Regions from separate parts of the Sus scrofa genome. Here region 1 is linked to region 2. A link is a contact called in public Hi-C data. All regions are on one chromosome and are shown on one strand. The core of a region is the stretch at or near the end of the contact, and the rest is flanking DNA. Distances in the headings are between cores, read along the strand shown. Region 1 holds the start of PDHB (pyruvate dehydrogenase (lipoamide) beta). Region 2 holds the start of ARF4 (ADP ribosylation factor 4).

Region 1 (5,711 bases), core at 2,535-5,034, 740 kb before region 2:
ATTTCCAAATCTAAAACAGGTGAACAGAAATATGATAATGGAAATCAGGTCTGTGGTTGCCTGAGAGGGGAATGAACAAGAAGAGACATGAGGGAACTTTCTGGGGTGCTGAGAACATGCATTTTACTGTGTTTAAATTACACCTAAAAAGTGAAGTCTTCTTTAATAAATCTTGCTTGCAATGACCAGAAAAAAAAAAGTTGGTGTAGCTTATGGAGATTGAAAACTTTGGATGAAGGACTTTCTGACAACTGACAACCTAAAGTAACTTGAGGACAAATATTCCTGGAACTGTTTTTGAGGGTTATTGACTGAAAGTGCCCACCTTGGCCAGGCCCTGATAAGGAACAAGGTGCTGTCCTGAAGACTTGGAGAATTTGGGAGGGACCTGTAGGAGGGAGGAGACGACCAACCTCCCAGAATCCTTGGCACTGGAATCCATCTTAGCTGAGAGGTCCAAGCCACCAACAAAGACCCTGAGCCAGACCAAGTATGGGCCGAGCAACACAACTGGCCAGAAACAACCGGGAAACTAACCCCATTCGGATAAAACCAGAGACTGTGAGCCAAGTGGCAGAGCAGTTCTCCTGGGTTGCCTTACGCTGCTGCTCCCCACCCACCAACCGATGCCCCTTCCCATTAAGTCTTTTGCTTTATCAGCACGTGTGTCTCCTTGGATAGCTCATTTCCGAGTGTTAGACAAAGACCCCATTCTCGGACTCTGGAAGAGGTGCTCCTTCCTGCAACAGGACTTCGAAAAGATTTCATTCCAAGACAGAAGTGGCCTAATGGGTCAACTTGAACTTGCCAATCCCTTTCCTCTCACATCTAGTGAGCATATGGATGTAGATTGGCTTTGAAAAGATTATGGATTTAAAATTCAGCACTTTTGATCTTTTGTGTCTTTTCCTCTGAATCATAAAATTAAACCTAGCTTTTCAAAACTGGCCAATTTTAAAAGGAAGGCACATATACTAAGGAAGATACCTAATGGGTAGGAAATGTCCAGTCATTATTTCAAAGGGAAACTGCCATCTGAGACCAGCTGAGTCCTATGGACTCGCCATTGCCTTCCTGATTGAACCAGCCAGACTGGCTGCACAGACTGTATGTTCCCGGTTTTTGCGGATCTCTATGTACATATAGCCCAAGAATACTGCCCTTTGTCTAGACCACTGGCCAGAGTCTGGCTTCTCTTCAGGTGATTCACTGTTGCTTTACCTTTATGTCTCCTGTTGCTTTGTAACTTTATTTATTTACTTATTTTTGCTTTTTCTAGGGCCACACCTGCAGCATATGGAAGTTCCCAGGCTAGGGGTTGAATTGGAGCTGCAGCTGCTGGCCTACGCCAGAGCCACAGCCACGTCAGATCTGAGCCTCATCTACAATCCACACCACAACTCACAGCAACGCCGGATCCTTAACCCACCGAGTGAGACCAGGGATTGAAATCGCATCCTCATGGATGCTAGTTGGGTTTGTTACTGCTGGGCCAAGATGGGAACTCCTGTTGCTTTGTAATTTTAACCTTGAAATCTTTCAGTGCTGGATGGTGGGAGAGGAGGGAGAGCTGATGCACATTTTCATTCTAAGCAGAACACAGGAATCCCCGAGGGCTGATATCTCAAAAACAGGGGCTTCCCAGGGTTTGCTGTGAGTGGGAAGTGCTGGGGTTTTCGCCAAGTCTTTACCAACTAAAGAATGTCTCTTGCCATTGGGCTCTACAAGGACTGAGTCACTTATCATCAACACACCCTGAAAGGACTTCAGGACGGAGATCAGGAATCAGACACTCTGTGCTCTGAGAAAATTGGCAGAACAGGCCTTTAGGCAGTTACATATTTTTAGGCCAAAAAGATATGAACCCAATTTCTTGCACGTTACCATACTTAGACAAGCACTAAAATCCTTAACTAAAATACGTGTCTCCTGACTATCAGGCACCTTCCATCAAAATGTGTACTTGACTGCATACCCATCTCCCAAATGAGGTATGTGCTTACCTCTTCACAGCAGTTCCTCAGAGCCATCTGAGAGGCAGTCCCCTGGGGCGCAATCCTCAGTAAGTCCTCAAATAAAACTGAAACTCACAGCTCTCACATTGTGCACCTTTACTGCAGTCCACAGATTGAAGGGACTAGGGGACAGTGCTGAGGGAGACTTGGAAGGTCCTCACTGCATACTTGAGAGACAATCTCTCCACTTTACAGATGACAAATCAGAGGCCCAGAGATGAAAGCCCATCTGTATGCAGCTGCACCCAAATTTCTATCTCTGCTGCTACCTAGCTCCAGCCTCTAGCTCCAGGCTCCTATATCCAACCTGGTCTGACCCACTAACCTAAATACAGCGTATTCAGAATGAATTCTTACCTCCCACCTGCTCCCCATCTCCTCCCCTCCCCCATCCATTCAACAGCAACAAACTCCCCAAATCTTCCTCATTTTTTCCCCTTGCCTCAAGGCAACCTTATTGATTCTGGTCCTAAACAGATCTCAAACCTATTCTCTCCTCTTCACCTCAACCCTCCAGAGTCCAGTGCTCCCTCTGCCAAAGACTCTCAGGTCTCCCTGCTTTTGCTTGAATCCCCCTCCTCTCTTTCTCACTCAGCAACCAGACTCCTCCTCACCTGGTCACTTCCCTGCTGCGCTGGCTTCTGAGAGCCCTGAGATTAAACCCAGACTGGCAGCCTGCAGCCCTCAGAAGAGTTTTTGGAATGTCCTGGGCATGAGTAAGGACTGACAGAGTCCCCAGAGGTCCTATCTGACCACCGCCCACCCCTATCCCCACCACTGCATGCAGGGTCAAAAAGAGACCAATGAGAGGAAGCTTCCAAAGGCTTCCCTAATCAGGTATTTGACCCTATAAAACCCTCTAGGGAGTTCCCGTCGTGGCTCAGTGGTTAACGAATCCGACTAGGAACCATGATGTTGCAGGTTCGATCCCTGGCCTTGCTCAGTGGGTTAAGGGTCTGGCGTTGCCGGGAGCTGTAGGTAGGTTGCAGACGCAGCTCGGATCCTGTGTTGCTGTGGCTCTGGTGTCGGCTGGCGGCTACAGCTCTGATTGGACCCCTAGCCTGGGAACCTCCATATGTCCTGGGAGCGGCCCAAGAAATGGCAAAAAAACCCAAAACAAAACAAAACAAAAACCCTCTCTAAATGCAGGTTGTTGTAACGCAGACCCCAACTTCTGCTTCAGGAAGCAGTAATAAAAGACTACCCTTTAGAGTCAGGCAGTCCTAAATTCAAACCCTGACTGATTTAACCAATCCCTGCTTCAGTTTAACCATCTGCGAAATGGAGCTAATGCTATTAATTACCTGAGCGGGTTCTTGTGAGAAATAAGCCATAAAGCACAACACAACGCCTGGCACACGTGAAAGCTTTGGTTCACACTGTAAGAAATCAATAGACGGTGCTGTCCAAGAAGGAGTAGGCTCGCTTGTAAGATTGTAAATTTCCAGTCACCAGTTTGGCTTGGTGCCCAAAGGATTTCAGTGCCTGCGGAAGCCTGGCCTGACACATTCCTCAGCCTCGAGTTAGACCTTTGAGTATGACTTGGGGTCACTGCGCTCCAACAAGCAGGGACGTGCTCTCGGCGTGCACTGTGCGTGCCAGGAACCGCCCACCTTCAGCAAACTTGATCCGAGTGGGCATCAAGCCAAGCTGACGGACCACCCTCGCGCCTCCTCGGCCCCGCCCCTCGACCCTGACGCCATAGGGGGCGGGGCACGCAGGCGCCGTGCCCTGCCATTGGCCGGCACCGGCGGGGAAGAGCGGGCTTGACTCTTCTGCAGCCCCGCGGTGTTGTCATTTCTTGGCGACTAGAGGACACATTCAAAATGGCGGTAGTGGCTGGGCTGGTGCGGAGGCCCCTGGAGCAGGTAGGCAGCGGCTCACTGGCCCCAGGATCCTGCGCGATCCCTGCCATCCTGCGTCCCCTCTAAGCGTCCTTTTTCTCCCCGCAAGGTCTCCGGGCTGCTGCTGAGGAGGCGCTTCCACCGCACGGCGCCGGCGGCGCTGCAGGTAATTGGCCCAGACGCTAACCAGACAGGGAGGGGTCCCTCGTCCTGGGGCAGAGGCTGGGGTGGCATGTCAGCCGCGCAAGGCTCATTGAAATCAGATGGCCGATCTAATTAGACTCCATACTTCTTCTCTCACCCCCTTTAAAATGTACTTTTGTAGTAAAATACAAAATTTCCCATTTAAACTGTATGTTCAGCGGCACTAAGTAATTCACCATATTGTCCGTTCACTACCAGAATTTTATCATCCCAAACAAACTGTACCCATTAAACAATAACTCCTTATTTCCTCTTAGCCCCTGGTAACCTCTTTTGTACCTTCTGTGTATATGAGTATCTATTCTCACTACCTCCTGTAAGTGGTAAATAAAGATTTGTCCTTTATCTGGTTTATTTGTCCTTTTTCTGGTTTATTTCACCATGTTTTTAAGGTTCATCCATGTTGTAGAATGTCAGAATTTCCATCCTTTTTAAGGTTAATATTCCGTTGTGGGCATATACATTTTGTTTATCCATTCATCTTTAATGGACCTTTGGGTTGTTTCCACCTGTTGGATTTGTGAACAGTGCTGCTGTGAACATTGGTGTGCAAGTATCTGAGCCCCTGGTTTCAGTTCTTTTGAGTATAGCTAGAAGTGGAATTGTTGGATCATATGATAATTCTGTGTTCAACTTTTGAGGAATTTCCTTCTCTATCCTTTTTATGTTACTAGAAAATTCTACCAACCTGTGTGATAAAATAACTCTTAGATGCTGAAGGCAACACGTTTGGCAGTACCAGGCACTTAGTGAGTGCTCAATATGTAGTATAATTTAAGCTTACTTGACGTTCTCTGCCTCTACAATATACTACATGTGGAAATAAAACTACCTAGTATACTTTTTTTCTTTGTTTTTATAGCTGCAGCTGCAGCATATGGAAGTTCCTAGGCTAGGGGTCCAATCAGAGCTGCAGCTGCAGGCCTGTGCCACAGCCACAGCAGCACTGGATTCTAGCTGCATCTGTGACCTACACTGCAGCTTGTTGCAATGCCAGATCCTTAACCTACTGAGCAAGGCCAGGGATGGAACCCATATCCTCATGGACACCATGTCGGGTTCTTAATCCACTGAACAACAATGGGAATGCCGTAAGTCTACTTTGTACGTAGTAATCAATCCATCTATGAGCTTATCTGGCCAACAAGCAGATTTTTTTTTTTATAGGTAAGAAATAGATTTATTAAGATAGGATGCTTGTGAGAGGTACAAGTAGACGGGCAAAGAAGCACTGCCTGCAAGCAGATTTCTTAAGCCTAGGTGCATGTCAAGAAAAGTGTTTAATGTATTTCTCATTTACACATCCTATCAAAGACTGGCTGTGAGTGATAGAAATGTTACTTTTAGAATTCTTTGAACTTTTTTTTTGTCTTTTTAGATAGGATTCTTTGAACTTTTAAAGAGAAGCCTGTTCTAGTGATAGTTTTTATATTGTATGCTGTGGGCAGCCTAGGTAAAGGGAGAGAATCTCAATGGTATCCTAAGTAATCCTGTAGCTCATTGACTGCTTTCCCATACCTGTGACAGGTAACAGTTCGTGACGCTATAAATCAAGGTATGGATGAGGAGCTGGAAAGAGATGAGAAGGTATTTCTCCTTGGGGAAGAAGTTGCTCAGTATGATGGGGCATATAAGGTAACCAAGATAC
Region 2 (6,059 bases), core at 3,156-5,655:
AGGCCAGGATCAAACCCGAATCCTCATGGATGTTAGGTTCATATCCTGCTGAGCCACAATGGGAACTCATCCCTTGGAAGTTTGGGGAAAGAAATGAACCAGCAAACCTCAAGGAATGGGGACTATGAAATGATTGCAAACAAATGGAGAAATTAACTGTCATCAAAAGTTCCCAACATGAAGGATTCCAAACAAATGGGGAATTGCAGACTAAACCATTAGCAGTTCCCAGTACAGAACCCAGTGACATATCTAAGGGCTGGGGTTTTCCATCTGGGGAATTTTGCTCTGAAAGGATTCTCTCAGGGCAAAACCCTCTTCTACCTCAAGGTGACCTGATCTGTAAAGGAAAGCTAAGTAAATTGGGGGCTAGAACACAAAAGAGGGAAGCTCAAAGGCCAATGGGAAACAGCAAGAAAGAGAGGGTTTGAGGGCACCAAGTCTGTGTTTCTCATTATCCCTGAATGTCTCCAAAGTTTGCTTCAGATCCTTTCCTGCCACCAATCTGTTAAAAAACAAAAATTTAATTGAGTAGGCTTGAGTATCTGATTGACTTTATTCAGCAATTGATGAGTCTGGTAGCACCTCTACTGGTAGAGAGAAGGGCACTCCAGGGGGCTGTACAAAAATGGAAGGTTTTTACAGGTAGAAGGAGGGCTGGACAAAAAGGTATCAGCAAAAAGAAAGGATAGTTTCAGGCCAGGCCATCTTCTTTGAGGAGAGAGAAGAAATGGCAGGGGTCTTTATCATGGAGATTACCTCACTACTGCTATCTGTATTTTCAGATTGACTTTTAAGGAGCACATTTCTGGGAAGGGTTTAAATTGCAATTAAATCTTAGTTTGCTGTTGTTGGGTGAGGGAGACACAAATGATTCCATTTTGAGCCTGCTGCTGCTTTAACACTGAAACTTTCGTAAATGTTAGATGGTAAATACAAATCTTAGTGGAATTTGTGGTCTCAAGATAAATTCCTGCCATAAAATCACTCTGCTTTAAAGTTTCCAGAAAACCAGAGTACTAGTTCTTCTGGAAGTCAGGAATGTGAATGCTATATATACTTTGAAGGAAAGTAGTCAAACAGTTGCATTCCCTATTTTTTAAAAAAGTTTCCCTGGAAGAAACTTTAAATTAGTTTAAGATTTATGTATAAAATTTATGCCATCTTTGTGAGGCAAATAAAGTAGGGACCTCAGTGAGTTGGGGATCCAGCATTAGTACTGCTGTGGCTCTGGTTACAGCTGTGGTGCAGGTTTGATCTCTGGCCTGGAAACTTCTGCATGCCATGGTGTGGCCAAAAAAAGAGAACCAGGTAAATCTACAGGTACTCGTATTTTAAAACAGCCACAGTATATTATTCAGTTGAAAAAGTAGTTGCTTTGCAGTATAAAATCCCATTACTTTTTCTTTTTGGGCCACATGTGCAGCATATGGAAGTTCCCAGGCTAGGGGGTCCAATCGGAGCTGCAACTGCCACCGCCACAGCAATGCCAGATCCCAGCCATGTGTGTGATCTAACCACAGCTCACGGTAACACTGGATCCTTAACCCACTGAGCAAGGCCACGAATTAAACCTGTATCCTCATGGATACTAGTTGGGTACTTAACCCATGGAGCCACAACAGGAACTCCAAAAACAGTGGTGAACTTATCAAATTCAAAGATCATTTTTTAAATTACATAAGTAGTGTATGGAGTTCCCGTCGTGGCACAGTGGTTAACAAACCCGACTAGGAACCATGAGGTTGTGGGTTCGGTCCCTGCCCTTGCTCAGTGGGTTAATGATCTGGCGTTGCCGTGAGCTGTGGTGTAGGTCGCAGACGTGGCTCAGATTCCACGTTGCTGTGGCTCTGGCGTAGGCTGGCAGCTACAGCTCCGATTAGACCCCTAGCCTGGGAACCTCCATATGCTGCGGGAGCAGCCCAAGAAATGGCAAAAAGACAAATAAATAAATAAATAAATAAATAAATAAATAAATAAGTAGTGTATAAATATATTCATCTTATAAAAATAAATATAGCCACACCCACACATGTTCTCAAATGTATGAACAGTTTTATTAATAAAAGCTCAAAACTTCAAATAACCCAAAAAGGGCCATCAATTGAGGAAAGGATAAAAAAGTGGTATATCCATGCAATGGAATATTACTTGACAATGAAAAGAAAAAAGTATTGGTACATGCTATAACATGGATGAATCTCAAAAGCATTTTACTAGGGGAAAGAGGCCACACATGAAATACAGACTACATACTGTATGATTCCATTTACAAGAAATATTGGAAAGGGCAAATCTATAGAGACAACACATTAGTGGTTGGCCAAGGGCTTGAAGTGAAGGAAGAGGATGACTAAAAAGCAGTATGAGAGAACTTTTTGCAGTAATAGAAATGACTAATATGATTATGGTGTTGCCTACACTGTACATTTGTTAAATTCATAAAACTGTACACTTAAAATTCATGAATTTTATTGCATATCAATTATATCTCAATAAAACAGATTTTTAAAAGTTAGATAAATAGATAAAGCCTTTTTTTCCCTCTTTTTTAATAGCTGCACAGGAGGCATATGGAATTTTTTGGGACAAGGATTAAATCTGAGCCATAGCTGTGGAACTATGCAGTGACCTGAGCTGCTACAGTCAGATTCTTAACCCACTGCACCACAGCAGGAACTCCAAAATAAAGCTGTCTTTTGACTACCACTTCCAAACTAGGTTCCCTCACTCTCTGGGAAGGTGCCCTCCTCCCTCCACATAGGCTAGACAGTTACACCACTATCATTATTACAGACTCTCCTTCAAAGCTCTTGTTCTGCATTTACACACACACACACACACACACACACACACACACACGGAAAATCTACATTTTTACCTTTCCTTACAGTACTTAGTCATTATTTGGCCTTTTTCAGTAAATGTATCTTAGCGATCTTTTCATTAGATTTACAGTTCTACATCATCCTAAACTCCTGAGAATACTGCACAGTATGGAGATACTACAGTTTGTTTATCTATCCCACCATCATTCAACCATATTTGAGAGTCATGGTGTGCCAAGTCCATTGCAAACAACACAGAAAAACAAACTAGAGTTTGGCCCGTTTACCGTTTTCACACAAGGGGGTAAAGGGAAGAGGGTTGTCAACAGTAATATTGAATGCGAAATCCTAACTATGAAGAGTGGTTATGATTTTTTAAAGCCTGAGTAATTTATCTAGTTGGAAGCTCAAGAATGTATTTTCCAACGCAGTTAAACTCTAACCAGATCTAAATGGTTGGTGAGGAGGTCCCACTGTGGCACAATGGGATCTGATCCCTGGCCTGGTAACTCCATATGCCTGCTTAGGCCAGCCAAAAAATTACAAAATAATAATAATAATGATAAAAAAAAAGATAGGGAGCATGACTTAATACTAAACGGCACCAACAGTATAGAAGAAACCCATAGGAGGTGGGGAGGTTGCTCTTTTATACATCTTTTTTTGCAAATTGTATACCTTACTTTGGAAAACATTAAGATCTTTTTTTTTTTTCTTTTTTTTTATTTGGAGGGCTGCACGCACAGCATATGCAACTTCCCAGGCTAGGGGTGGAAATGGGAGCTGCAGCCGCGAGCCTCAGCCACAGCCACAGCAACGAACGCTGCAGCTCATGGCAACGCCAGACCACTGAGCAAGGCCAGGGATCCAACCTACATCCTCATGGATACTACCTGAGCTCGTTACAGCTGAGCCACAATGGGAACTTCTAAGATCATAAATATTTTTGAACTGAGGAGTCTTTCCACTTCCTCAACATAAGGGATAAATCTTCCATGCTTGTTCTAGGAAAGATTAAAAAAAAAAAAAGCAAGCCCTTCAAATTGGCTCCTCTTTAAAAGCTGCAATAGTCTACAAAAAAGTCTCGGAGCTCTCCTCTAGACATAGGATTAGGATTAGGTAGCGTCAGTGGGACCTGGCGGCAGGCTTTTAACAACTTATCTTCTGGGAAAACTGGGCCTGTCTTCACTCCTCCATTAGGGCAAGTGTCTGGTCCCGTGGGTGAAATATGTACCTCCGTGGCACCAGGAAATCTTTAGCGCGTTGCGTAGAAAAAGACGCCCAAAGGGCGAAAAGAACGGAGGCTTACTACCTAACCCACAATGCACAGCTCGCCTTTCCGGAATCAAGGAATACAACTTCCAGGATGCATTTCTCTAAACAGAAACGTCTCTCCTCGAGTCTGATTGGAAGTGACGAAGCGAGGCATTGTGGGATTGTATTTGTCGCCCAGTACACAGTGGCTCACAGGCCTCGCCTAGATCCAGGAGCCACGTCCGGGGGCTGACGCTGGCCAGAGGCGCACGTCAGCGAAGACGGCCAATCCCTTTCGTGCGCAGGCGCAGTGGTTCGGGTAGCACCGGAAGCGCAGGGGGATGGGGCGGCGGTGACGCGATTCTGTCCGCGTTGGAGGGGCCGGGCCGCTGCCGAAGTCGCCGCGGCTGCCGCGTGACGTGGCACAGGCGAAGATTTAACGCCAGAGCCGGAGCTGCCCCGCCAGTCGTCGAGCAGGTCCTTGCCCCGCTAATTTCTGTCCCGGGGCTTCGTCCGACACGCCGGCTAGCGAGCTGTCCCTGCCGCGCTCTTTCTGCCTTAGCTCCTCTTCGCCCTCTGACTTTGCCAGGAGCGTGAAAGGAGAAGGCCCGGGGACGCCCCAAGCCCCTTCTGCTCCTGCCCATTGCAAGTGCCATTACCGCCATGGGCCTCACCATCTCCTCCCTCTTCTCCCGCCTCTTCGGCAAGAAGCAGATGCGCATTTTGATGGGTGAGTTAGGGCCTGAGGGATGAGGCCAGGCCTCGGTGGGGCGGCCGGGTCTCTACGCTCTGGGCGGCCTTGGGGCCTGTTTTTTTCTCCCCGTCTGCTGTAGTGGGGGAGGGGTGGGGGTCGGGAAGAATTCTTAAGGGGGAACAATGGGGCGAAGGATGGGCGGTCGCCCCATCTGTCGGGGAGGCTGGAAAGGGGCCGCGGGCAAGGTTTCCTCCTGGGTTTAGTTTTCTCTCGATCCTACTGAAAGCCCGACGGAATTGGGCGGAGATGTGAGGTTAGCGAACTGTCGAATCTCGCAGAGCCCGGAAGATATTGGCGCGGCCCATTCTGAGAATGCGATCTGATTCTGCTCTTCCCCGGGTGTGGGCAGCAGTTTAGCCTTCCTCCTCCCTCTTTCTGCCCCGTGTACACACTTTTCACCCTCCTTTGGTATGTGAGCGAGCGGTCGCCCGGAGCCGGCCGGTGCAGGAAGTGACCAGCCCCAGTACAGTGGCAGGCGAGCGAACACCCAAGGTTTTAGTAGAGTCCGGAGTCCTCTGCGCTCTCTTCGCTAAACTTTGCTTCGCTCTGGATTCTGCTTCACGTTTTTTTGTTTTTGTTTTTGTTTTTTGTTTTTTTCCTATTAATGTTCCTGAAAATTGAGTTTATCATGAATGTTTCTTTTAGCCACGCTCTTTGGTTTACTCTCTTTGATTTTCAGACCACGTAATTTTTGTCCAGCTGGTGAAGATTTAATGGAAAATAAATTAGAAACTAAATTCTTTTAAAGTGCTAACACATTTTCAGTAAGTGAACATAATGACGCTTAATTTTAGGGTCGCCTTGTTAAAGAGTAATTACGAAGGTGTTTTAAAAAATTCTTAGGGAAAACGGGCTTTTTAAAAATTGCTTTTTAGGGTCCGATTTTTGCTCTGCTGAGGGAGAAGGGACTTGTTAGTCGAGTGATGTAAGCAACGTCTTCCCCATAGTACTATGAGTAGTCTCTACATCACCGCTAAGCTTTTTGCACCTGAATAATGCTATAAGGCGCCCCTCTAACTTGTAACATTGAAATCTGTTGGTTTATTAGATTGTTTTCTAGAGAAGTTGGGAGGTTTTACTTGAAAGTTTTCCAAAGCAAAATTCCGTAATATTTCAAGGTATTTGAAGATTGAGGGTATGCACATTTGGTTCTTTTTTCACTTTCCTCTTATTCCTGCTTCAAAATCCATAAAACAAATGTTGATGATTCACTCACAAAGATT

What was found. Hi-C and Micro-C count contacts between places; a contact is called where the count stands out from the background.
Region 1: a Hi-C map of skeletal muscle shows a contact between it and region 2, with 11 times the contacts expected there. The contact joins the promoter of PDHB here to the promoter of ARF4 in region 2. A contact is called at or near these places in 2 of 47 Hi-C or Micro-C datasets (liver and skeletal muscle).

Annotation. Positions count from the first base shown.
Region 1 is chr13:40,165,575-40,171,285 of Sscrofa11.1, reverse strand. It overlaps PDHB (pyruvate dehydrogenase (lipoamide) beta), which reads left to right and starts at 3,784. Exons shown (of 10, transcript NM_001244398.1): 1 at 3,784-3,883; 2 at 3,969-4,025; 3 at 5,591-5,698. The coding sequence starts at 3,842. LOC110256254 (a long non-coding RNA gene) reads right to left here and starts at 3,641. Exons shown (of 3, transcript XR_002337600.1): 1 at 3,320-3,641.
Region 2 is chr13:39,428,523-39,434,581 of Sscrofa11.1, reverse strand. It overlaps ARF4 (ADP ribosylation factor 4), which reads left to right and starts at 4,405. Exons shown (of 6, transcript NM_001048072.2): 1 at 4,405-4,812. The coding sequence starts at 4,746.